Regions from separate parts of the Oryctolagus cuniculus genome. Here region 1 is linked to region 2. Evidence: chromatin contacts called from public Micro-C data. All regions are on one chromosome and are shown on one strand. Each heading gives the region's core, a stretch centred on a gene start, on an enhancer-like site or on the middle of the called end of the contact. The rest is flanking DNA. Distances are from core to core; before and after follow the strand shown. Region 1 holds the start of CREB1 (cAMP responsive element binding protein 1). Region 2 holds the start of CCNYL1 (cyclin Y like 1).

Region 1 (4,531 bases), core at 482-2,981, 170 kb after region 2:
GGTCATACTGCACGTCCTTTAAAAATGTGGTGTTTTAACCTTGTGTCAGTGACTTTACTGCTGTCCCTTTTCTCAAAAGACGAAGAAAAGTAAGTTTTGTGGCTTAAATTACAGAATGGGGTTCCCCACTGTATGCAAGACAGATCATGGATACTGTTAATGTCTACTTTTAGCACTGTTAGGACATCCATTTCTCATTAAAGTTTATAAAGAGATCCGTGGGAAACTTGGTAGGGGGTGAGGAGAGACCCAGGTGACTCACCCAGCTGACATGTGTGCACCCCCCTCAAAGTGATGCAAAACAAAAGTACGTCTGCGAATGCTCGTTTCAACGAAGTGTTTCAGAATGTTAGACCTCAACTGGTTACTACCTAACTGAAAAGGGTTAAAACCGAAACTGTTTCAAACACCAGCTTCCCTTTTACAAGATCCCAACAGGTTTCTTTTTTTTTTCTTAAAGTTATTACAAATGTTTTTCTTAGCACCCCGTTCCTTCCAAAAAGAATGCATTTCCATGGCTACTGACTTTTAAAAAAAGAAGCGGGGGGGAGGGGGCAGTAAGGGAAAGAGTCAAAAATTCCCTAAAAAAAGCACGACCTCTCATCATCTCAATTGAGCGGCAAAAGGGCAGAAGACAGCCTTTCCCCAACGTTGCGGGAGCGGGGGGCGGAAAAGGGCACCAAGAAAAATACAGCACGAGAAGAAAGCTTGGGGTTCGAACTTTATTGCACAAAAGAGCGTGGAGGGGAGAGCGGATCAGACGCTGCGGCTCTTGCCCGCGCGAAGCGGGCACGCCGGGCTCGGAGGCTACCGGGAAGGCGGCAGGCACCTTCACCTCCTCTGCCCTCGACCGTCGCCTTCTTCTTCCTTCTCCACCCCCCACGGGCTCCCCGGCCGCGGCTGCCCCGCCGGGCCGAGTCGGGCCGGGCCGGGCCGGGGGCGAGGCGGGCGGCGGGGGCCGGCCGGCGGGCGAGCGAGCGAGCGAGCGGGCGGCGCGGGGGGCAGCGCCGGGCCGGGCGGGCGGCCTCCCCCGGGGCGGCTCCCGGCTCCCGGCTCCGCGCCCGGCCCGGCGGCGGCGGCGGGAACGCGGGCGCCAGCTCGCCGAGGCCGCCCGCCCGCCCGCCCGCTCGCTCGCCCGCCCGCCCGCACACACACCCCGGCCGCCGGCTCCCACCCCGCTGCCCGCCCGCCGCCCCCCGCCATGAGCGCCGCCGCTGGCTGCAGGCAGAGTCGCTGCCGCCCCGGCCGCCGCTGGCTCCAGTCCGCCGCCATTATTCTTTGTTCGCTGCGAGCGGCGGCGATGTTGTGGGGCTCGGGCGGAGGCTCCATCTTTACCGCGGCCCCTCCTGCGAGGGGAAGGCCCCGAGCGCGGGTGTCCGGCGCCTCCCCGTCCCCCCTCCGTCCCCCCGGCTCTCTCCGGCTCCTGCCTCCTCCTCCTGCTCCTCTTACCGGTGGTACAAGCTCCTCCGTCACTGCTTTCGTTCGCGGCCCGGATCTCGCTGGAGTTTTATTCTCTCCCCCACGTAACACACCGCGTCAAACTACACCTCCGCCGCGTCACTCACCAACACTCCGCTTCTCCCAGCCGCCCGGGCCACAGGCAGCAGCAGCCGCCGCCGACTGAGGAGCCGCAGCCAGGGAGCCAGCCAGCGCCGCCCAGTGCCGAGTGCGCAGCGGCTGCGCACGGAAACAGCCGAGCGCGGCCCGGAGCGGCTCGAGCGGCCCCGCCCCCGCGTTGGAGGCGGAACTTGCCGAAGGCCTTCGGGCTCCTTCGCGCCAGGCGGAGCGGGGCTCAGCGGGGAAGGGGCCGGGCGGCGAGGGCTGAGACCCGTGCGGGGAGGAGCGCTCTCTACCCCGGCGTGGCGTTCGGGGCGCTGAAACCCCGCGGCGGAAATTTGCAGGAGGAAGCGGGGTTGGTGTGTGACCCGGTGGGGGAATTCCCAAGGGTTCTAGGTGACTGGCTGGAAACCCCCCGCAGGCCTACCCCGAGGCGGTAAGCGGCGGGCTCTAGGGCGGCCACGGTGAGCCCCCGCGCGCCGCCGGCCCGGGAACTTTCAAACACGGCGGGGACGGTGTGGGTGCGGCGGCCACCGGGCAGGGGAGCGAGGGCCACCGCGCCTCGGCCGGCACCCGCAGGCCCGGGGCCTGGCTTGGGCGCTGGCGCTCGAGCAGGCCGCGGGGGGCGTCGCAGGGCCTTGGTGGCGCGGGCTGCCCAGCGGCCGCGAGCGGGGTCGTTCTTTGTCCGGAAGGCAGGGGCTCCGGAATTCGCGGTTGAGCCCTGCGACGTGGGCAGCCCGTCTTGGGGTTCGGTCGGAGCGAGGTTGCTCCTCCTCGGCGCTCGAAATTCGGCCCCACCCCACCTGCCCGCCCTTCTTGGGGCGACATCCTGTGCCTCATTCTCTTTTCGCCGCCTTTCTGCCGCAGTGGTTTGCGCACCCACCCCCACCCTAAGGCTGACACTGTGACTTCCGTGGCCTCCAGGCTGCTGGCACTGCTCCCCCAGGTCGCCCAAGGCCAACCACCGAGTCTCCTCTCCGCTCCTGCAGGCCTCTCCCTGGGTGAAGTCGTGTCCCTTGAAGCCGACTTGTCTTTCTGGAGTAGACCTGGCCCTGCTACCCACTGACTTCTGCTAGGAAGAGAGTTCTCCTTCCTGTTGCTGGCCATCCCCTTTCCGTTAGTTGTTTGCAGGCTTTCCTTCCTGCCATCTCTGCACCAATATTTTAACCATGCTTATTTCTACCCATGGTAAACGCCTTTTCAGCGACTCCACCTGTTAGCTCGTGGGCAGTCGCAGCCTCCTGTCCTTGCTTTACCCCCACTCGTGTAATGGGCTCCCTGGGCCGCTTTTGAGTGCCCCTCCTGTGCTTTGTAAGGCTGTCTCATACTCTTCCAGGGCCTCAGGTGTCCTCTGTCAAAGACCTGTCTGATCCTAAAACTCAAGCCAAAGCCTTCCTCTCGAACGTGGACACGTTATTTCCAACTGCCTTTGCTGCAGTTCATTTGGATGACTGAGGAATGTCAACCTGTACTCGTAGTATCATATTCCTTCCAAAACCTTTTTTCCCATAGCCTTGGCTCAGTAAAGTGCATTCTCTCCATCTGCTCAGTTCAAGCCAGAAACTTTACGGATCTCTAACAGATCAGAGTCACTTAGACTTGTCTGCTTCCTGAAAAAGTGAATTGTGAACTCTGTTTCCTTCCTACCTCTAGTCTAAGCTGCCTTCATCTCTTGCTTGATGGCTCATGATAAGCCCCATCCAGGACCTCAGAAATTGCCCTTGCCTCAATCCAGTCCATTTGCTGCACTGACACCACAGTAATTTTTTATTTTTTTAAGATTTATTTATTTATTTGAAAGAGTTACAGAGAGAGAGAGAAGGAGAGGCAGAGAGAGAGATCTTGCATTCGCTGGTTCACTCCCCAGATGGCCGCAATGGCTGGAGCTGGACCAATCTGAAGCCAGGAGCCAGGAGCTTCTTCAGGGTCTCCTACATGGGTGCGGGGGCCCAGGGGCTTGGGCCATCTTCTACTGCTTTCCCAGGCCATAGCAGAGAGCTGGATCAGAAGTGGAGCAGCCAAGTCTCGAACCGGCGCCCATGTGAGATGCTGGCGCTTAAGGCCACGGCGTTAACCCACTGTGCCACAGCACCGTCCCCACTACAGTAATCTTTTAAAAGACAGTTCTGGTTAAGTTGCTACCTTGCTTTGGGTCCTTGAATGGTCTACCCTTTGGCTACCACACAGTGTGAGTTCTATTATCTGGACTTGTCTTCCTCCACACCCTCTCCAACTGCCTAGCTCTCTGCACTCCAACGTGTTTTTCTCTCTCTGTCCCTACCACAGTCTCTTTTTGCTCCAAGGCATGTAAACACATGCCATTCCTTTCCCCTGGTAGTTTTTTCCCTCATCCACTCCTCCTACTTACCTGTAATTTATCACTCTCTTTTCTGATTCGTCATGCTAGTAATTATTTGCTTAGTGTCCGAGTAATACCTTACTCATTATCTACCCTCTCTCTCCTTTCCCACCTGGAAAAACGCACAATGTCTAGAATATAACAATGTTGGTTAAATATTCATTGAATGGTGAATGTCTGTAATCTCACTAACATTTTGGAGCTCAAATCCTGGCACTCTCGGGGGGGTCAGGCCTCAGACTGGTGGCTTATAAACAACAGAAATAATAAATCTCAGAGTTCGGGAGGCTGCCAGCTGGTCAGGTTCTCCTGAGAGCCTTCTTACAGGTTGCAGATACCCATTTTCTGCTTGCAGCCTCACAGGGCTGAAAAAGAGAGCTCCCTGGGGTTCCTTTATCACTGATCCCATTCATAAAGGCTCCACCCTCGCAGAGCTCATTTATCTCCCCAAAGCCCCACCTCCTGGCACCTTCATACCGGGTGTTAGGATTTCACCATATGAATTTGGGGAGGGCACAAACCTTCAGCTCTTTGCCCAAGTTCAGCTCTTACTGCTAGTGACTTTGGGTAAATTGTTCACTCTGTGCTTTAGTTTTCCCATCTATAAAGTAACAA
Region 2 (4,672 bases), core at 412-2,911:
TACAATTAATTCACATGATACCTTTGTTCATTCCTTCACAATTTTTGAGTCTGCTGAAAACTGAGTACTTCCCAGTTACACAGGAATATCCATCATGAGCCTTAATCTTTCTCATTTTTAAATAACTTAAGAGCCCAACGAAAGTTAAATTACAAGACCTTTAAGATCTTTCCTCCTGGAAATGAAATCATCCCTGACATTTAAATGAAACAAACGGGCCAACCTGGGCTTAAATACGTTACAATGTTTTCTACTTCAAAGCACTCAGTCATTCAGGACCACCGTGTTGGCCAGAATTATTTTTACCTAGATTCAAAGCTTTCCAAAAGAGCCCAAGTTTTTACATACACACACGTGGTTCCTCCTCTCTTCTCCCTCCCCCGCCCAGCCCCCTCAGCATTCTCAGTAAAGAACTCGGCTCGGAGTCTAGGAAGTGGGGGGAAGGGAGGGGAGGGAGCCAGGGAACCAAACACTACCGCGGCCGGGGGCTGGCATTTTAGTTCCCAGACCTTAACAAGTCAAGAGTTCTCGATGGGCATTTGTCTCGTGTGAAACTTTGGAGCAGCACTGAGGAACCACTCCCACACCTCCCCACCCTCTCCTCCAGAACAGACGAGGTACGTGAAGTCGGTTAAGTCATCGGAGGAGGGCTGCACACAGATTTCCGTCAAAACGGGAATTTTTAAGCAATCTGAACTCCATGCCTAAACTGCTCGGATTTAAAACACACACACACACACACACACACACACACACACACACACACACACTTTCCCGCAGTCCTGGCAGTAGCGCTTCACACCTTTCACAGTTATTTTAAGCCCTTCATAATATTTTCCTGTTCAAATGATAGTTGGAAGGAACTCGGCAGCTTCGACGGGGCGGGGGATGGGGGCAGCAAACAGTCCACTTAACACCAGGCAGACACCGGAAGCAACATCTAGCCTGAATTTAAATGTGTGAACTGTGCGGGGTATCCACTACTCCAACGGGTGCGTGGCAGGAACCTCGGTCCTTACCTGGCTCCTTCCCTTAGGCACCATCAGGATGGGCGAGGGCGGAGATGGGATGCACACCCCGAAATCCGGGTGTTTCAATTTTCATTTGCGAAAAGGCAGAGAATGTACCCAAAAAGTCTTGATAAGGTCCCATGGGAAGATGAACAACGCTGCAAACAGGAAGGGCCGCGCACAGGAGGGTCCCAGGCCGGGTTGGGGACAGAGCACTGAACGTTCGCGTGGGGCCAAGGGAAGCAAACGGCACAGATCGTCAGAGAAAGAATAAGGGGTGGGGACGCGGAGCTGAGCCAGCCTTCAGCCCCGGTGCCCAGCCCAGGGAAAGCCGGCTCCCGGCAGGAAGGACCCGAGGCGGCGGCCGCCTCCCGAGGGACCCGGGGGGCGGCGGAGGCCAGAGTGCGCCCGCCTCCTCCTCCTCACCTTCGGGCATCTCCCGGTCGCTGATGTGCTGCAGGTGGTGGCCCTCGCCGGCTCCGAAATCCAACTCGGTGGGCTCCACGGCAGCGGGTGCCGGCGCCACAGCCACCGCGTCGCCGGCCGCCGCCTCGTAGATCTCGGACTCGTAGTCCGGCTCCGCCGGCCCCGCGCGCCGGCCCAACTTGGGGCTGGCATTGGGGGACACGCAACAGGTCAGCGTGTTCCCCATGGGGCGCCTCCGCTCCTCTCCGCCACCGTCTGCGCCTTCGCTCGCCCCCGACTCCGCGGCGCTCGGCAGCCGCCCCCTCCCCCAACAATGGCGCGGTCGGCACCGGCAGCCCCGGGCTATGCCGGGGCTGCGGCGCGCATAGAGACACGGCCTCGCCCGCCGCTCGCCCGCCCGCCCTGCCGCCCGGCCCCGGGCAGGGCTCCGGCCTCGGCCGCACCCCCGCCGCCGCGCCACCGCCGCCTCCCTCGAGCCGACTTGTCTGCGAGGGCGGCGACCAGCCCGGCTTATTTAAAAGGGGTGGGGACCCGCCAGGCGCTGAGAGACGCAGCCACTGCCGGCAGAGAGCGCGGTCGGAGCCCCTCCTTCTTCCGCCGCCGCCTCTCGACCGAAAGCCACTCACTCTGGCTGGCGCCTACCAACCGGAACGCGTCCTGTGGTCACCTGGTTACGAGGAACCAATCATGCCCAGAGTTCCCTACACGCGCCCGCGGGGAGTCCAGGCACGTGACGCACAATGCCCCGCCCCCGCGCGGTGCCCCGCCCCTCGAGAGGTGCGTCCGGGACTCCGGGTTCCATTCATCGCCCGGTGCCCAGAGTTTTCCGGTCCTGCGGGAAGCGCCGGGGGCGTTCGTTGGTCGAGGCAGCCCTCGGCAGGGGGGCTCTGCAGAAAGCCCCGGTGAGGAAAGCGCCTGCTCCGCCAGCAACTCGGTTTCTCCGAGTCCGACGGCTTTCCTTTGCTCACCAAACTTGGTGGCACCTGAATTGCCGACCGTTTCTGTGACCAAATGCTGCGCTCCGGTCTTCCCAAGTGCTGGCTTTCGCCCGCGGCTGACCATTCGGAGAGACCGGGGGCCCTGAAAGGGCTGTGGCCGCGCGTCCTGCGCGAGCCCTGAGGACACGTCACCTCTCCACTTCCTCGTCGGGGAAACGGCCCGCGCTGCTCCCTCCCCGCGCCGGGACGCGAGCCACACCAGCCCCGCGTTCTCGCCTGTTTCTCCCGCCCACAGCCGCCTTCCACTGACAACAACGAAGGTTTCCTCGAACAAAACCGAGAACCACAGTGGGGGACCACGGGCCTGATTCGCTGAAGGTGATGGTAACAAATCGTTAACGTTTGGCCACGATGCGCCCGATGCTCCTCCAACTGAGACATTCATTTAACCCTCAAAAACCGTCCCATTTTACAGAATGAAGTTGAGACCCACACGCGAAGTAACTTTCCCAGGATCACGTGACCGCTTAGGGTGGGGCCAGGCCATTCCTGATGGTGAACGTAAAGGTAGAAGTCGGACTTGGAAGGAAATGACGTTACATAGTAGGATCTTTCTTTAAAAAGGAAGGATTTTTTTTAAATGTTTGCTTATTTTCCTTTATTTGACAGAGAGAGAGAGAGAGATCTTGCATTTACTGGCTCACTCCCCAGGGCTCACTGGCCAGGGCTGGGCCAGACCAAGGCCAGGAGCCCAGAGCTCCATTCAGGTCTCCAGCGTGGCTGGCAGGGACTCAACTACTTGGGCCATCACCTACTTACTGCCTCCCAGGTGTACACCAAGCTGGAAACTGGAATCGGAATTACATCCAGGACAAAACCTGGGCCAGCCAACAGGGGGTGGGGGGATGTCTCAGGTGGCATGCTAGCACCTGCACCAATTCCTTCTTCTCCCAGGACAATACTTCGATTGGATTTAGTATTGCTCAAGTCCTGTGTGCCAGGCACTACATGTGTGAAACAATCCCAGTCCTCAGTGAGTTCAGGCAGATGAGAAAACAAAGGCTTAGAGAGTCCAGTCTCCTGAGGTCACACTGCTGGACAGTGCTTGAATCTGGGATACAACCCCAGAGCTGTCTGCGCCAAATTAGATGCTGGGGGACCAAGAGCTTGAATTTTATCCTGGAAACACCGGAGGCACTGAACAATTTGAAGTTGAGTGGCTCTCCAGTGTGTTTGTGGTGAGGTTACTCTGCATAGTAAGAGGGGATGAAGAAAGCTATGCCAGCACCTGCAATCCTGACATCTCATATGTGTGCCAGTTCGTATCTTGGCTGCTCCACTTCCAATCCAGTTCCCTGCTAATGGCCTGGGGAAAGCCACAGAGGATGGCCAAGGTGTATGGGCCCTTGTCACCCATGTGTGAGACCCAGCTGAGGCTCCTGGCTCCTGGTTTCACCCTGGCCCATCGCTGGCCATTGCAGCCATCTGAAGGTGAACCAGTGGATGGAAGATCTCTCTCTCTCTCTTTCTGTAAATTCAACTTTCTAAATACTTCTTTAAAAAGAGGAGAAAGAGCCGGCACCATGGCCCACTAGGCTAATCCTCCACCTTGGGGTGCTGGCACACCGGGTTCTAGTCCCGGTCAGGGCGCCAGATTCTGTCCCGGTTGCCCCTCTTCCAGGCCAGCTCTCTGCTGTGGCCAGGGAGTGCAGTGGAGGATGGCCCAAGTCCTTGGGCCCTGTACCCCATGGGAGACCAGGATAAGTACCTGGCTCCTGCCACCAGATCAGCGCGGTGCGCCGGCCGCGGCAGCCATTAGAGGATGAACCAACAGCAAAAAAAGGAAGACCTTTCTCTCTGTCTCTCTCTCTCACTGTCCACTCTGCCTGTCAAAAAAAAAGAGAGAGAGAGAGAGACTTTATATTCCCCTAGGAAAGGAGCAAGGGTTCAAACTGAAGGCAATGACTGTGACTGAAGTGGAATTAAAGGATTTGTAGTCATGTGAGAGATAGAATAATAAGTATGTGGTGATTGGATGGGGGAGGCAAAAAGGCTGCTAAAGTTCTAATTTAGGAAACTGGGTAGACAGAGGTGGCTTTCTCCTGAGAAAATCCAGGAAGGGAATGAGGTTGGGGCAGAAGATAGCTTGTGACACTGTTAAGTGACATTGAAATAGAGCTCTCTGGTTGGAAGTAGGAAGTACTTCTAAAGGCTAAGTCCATTTTGTAACATCCCAACTCAAAGCTTAAAAAGTAACATTGTGTATCTCAGTCAGAGTCACACATGGCAGTGGGCATC

Evidence for each region. A called contact is a pair of places that touch in the nucleus more often than the background predicts.
Region 1: a contact with region 2 is called in a Micro-C map of ear pinna, with 6 times the contacts expected there. The contact joins the promoter of CREB1 here to the promoter of CCNYL1 in region 2. A contact is called at or near these places in 3 of 6 Hi-C or Micro-C datasets (ear pinna, psoas muscle and an unstated tissue).

Annotation. Positions count from the first base shown.
Region 1 is chr3:32,263,158-32,267,688 of mOryCun1.1, forward strand. CREB1 (cAMP responsive element binding protein 1) reads right to left here and starts at 1,732. Exons shown (of 8, transcript XM_070070298.1): 1 at 1,566-1,732. It overlaps LOC127491851 (a long non-coding RNA gene), which reads left to right and starts at 1,752. Exons shown (of 4, transcript XR_011387144.1): 1 at 1,752-1,993.
Region 2 is chr3:32,091,063-32,095,734 of mOryCun1.1, forward strand. It overlaps CCNYL1 (cyclin Y like 1), which reads right to left and starts at 1,662. Exons shown (of 8, transcript XM_051848245.2): 1 at 1,437-1,662. The coding sequence starts at 1,662. LOC138849203 (microtubule cross-linking factor 1-like) reads left to right here. Exons shown (of 4, transcript XM_070071595.1): 3 at 1,331-2,752; 4 at 2,850-4,672. The coding sequence ends at 2,520.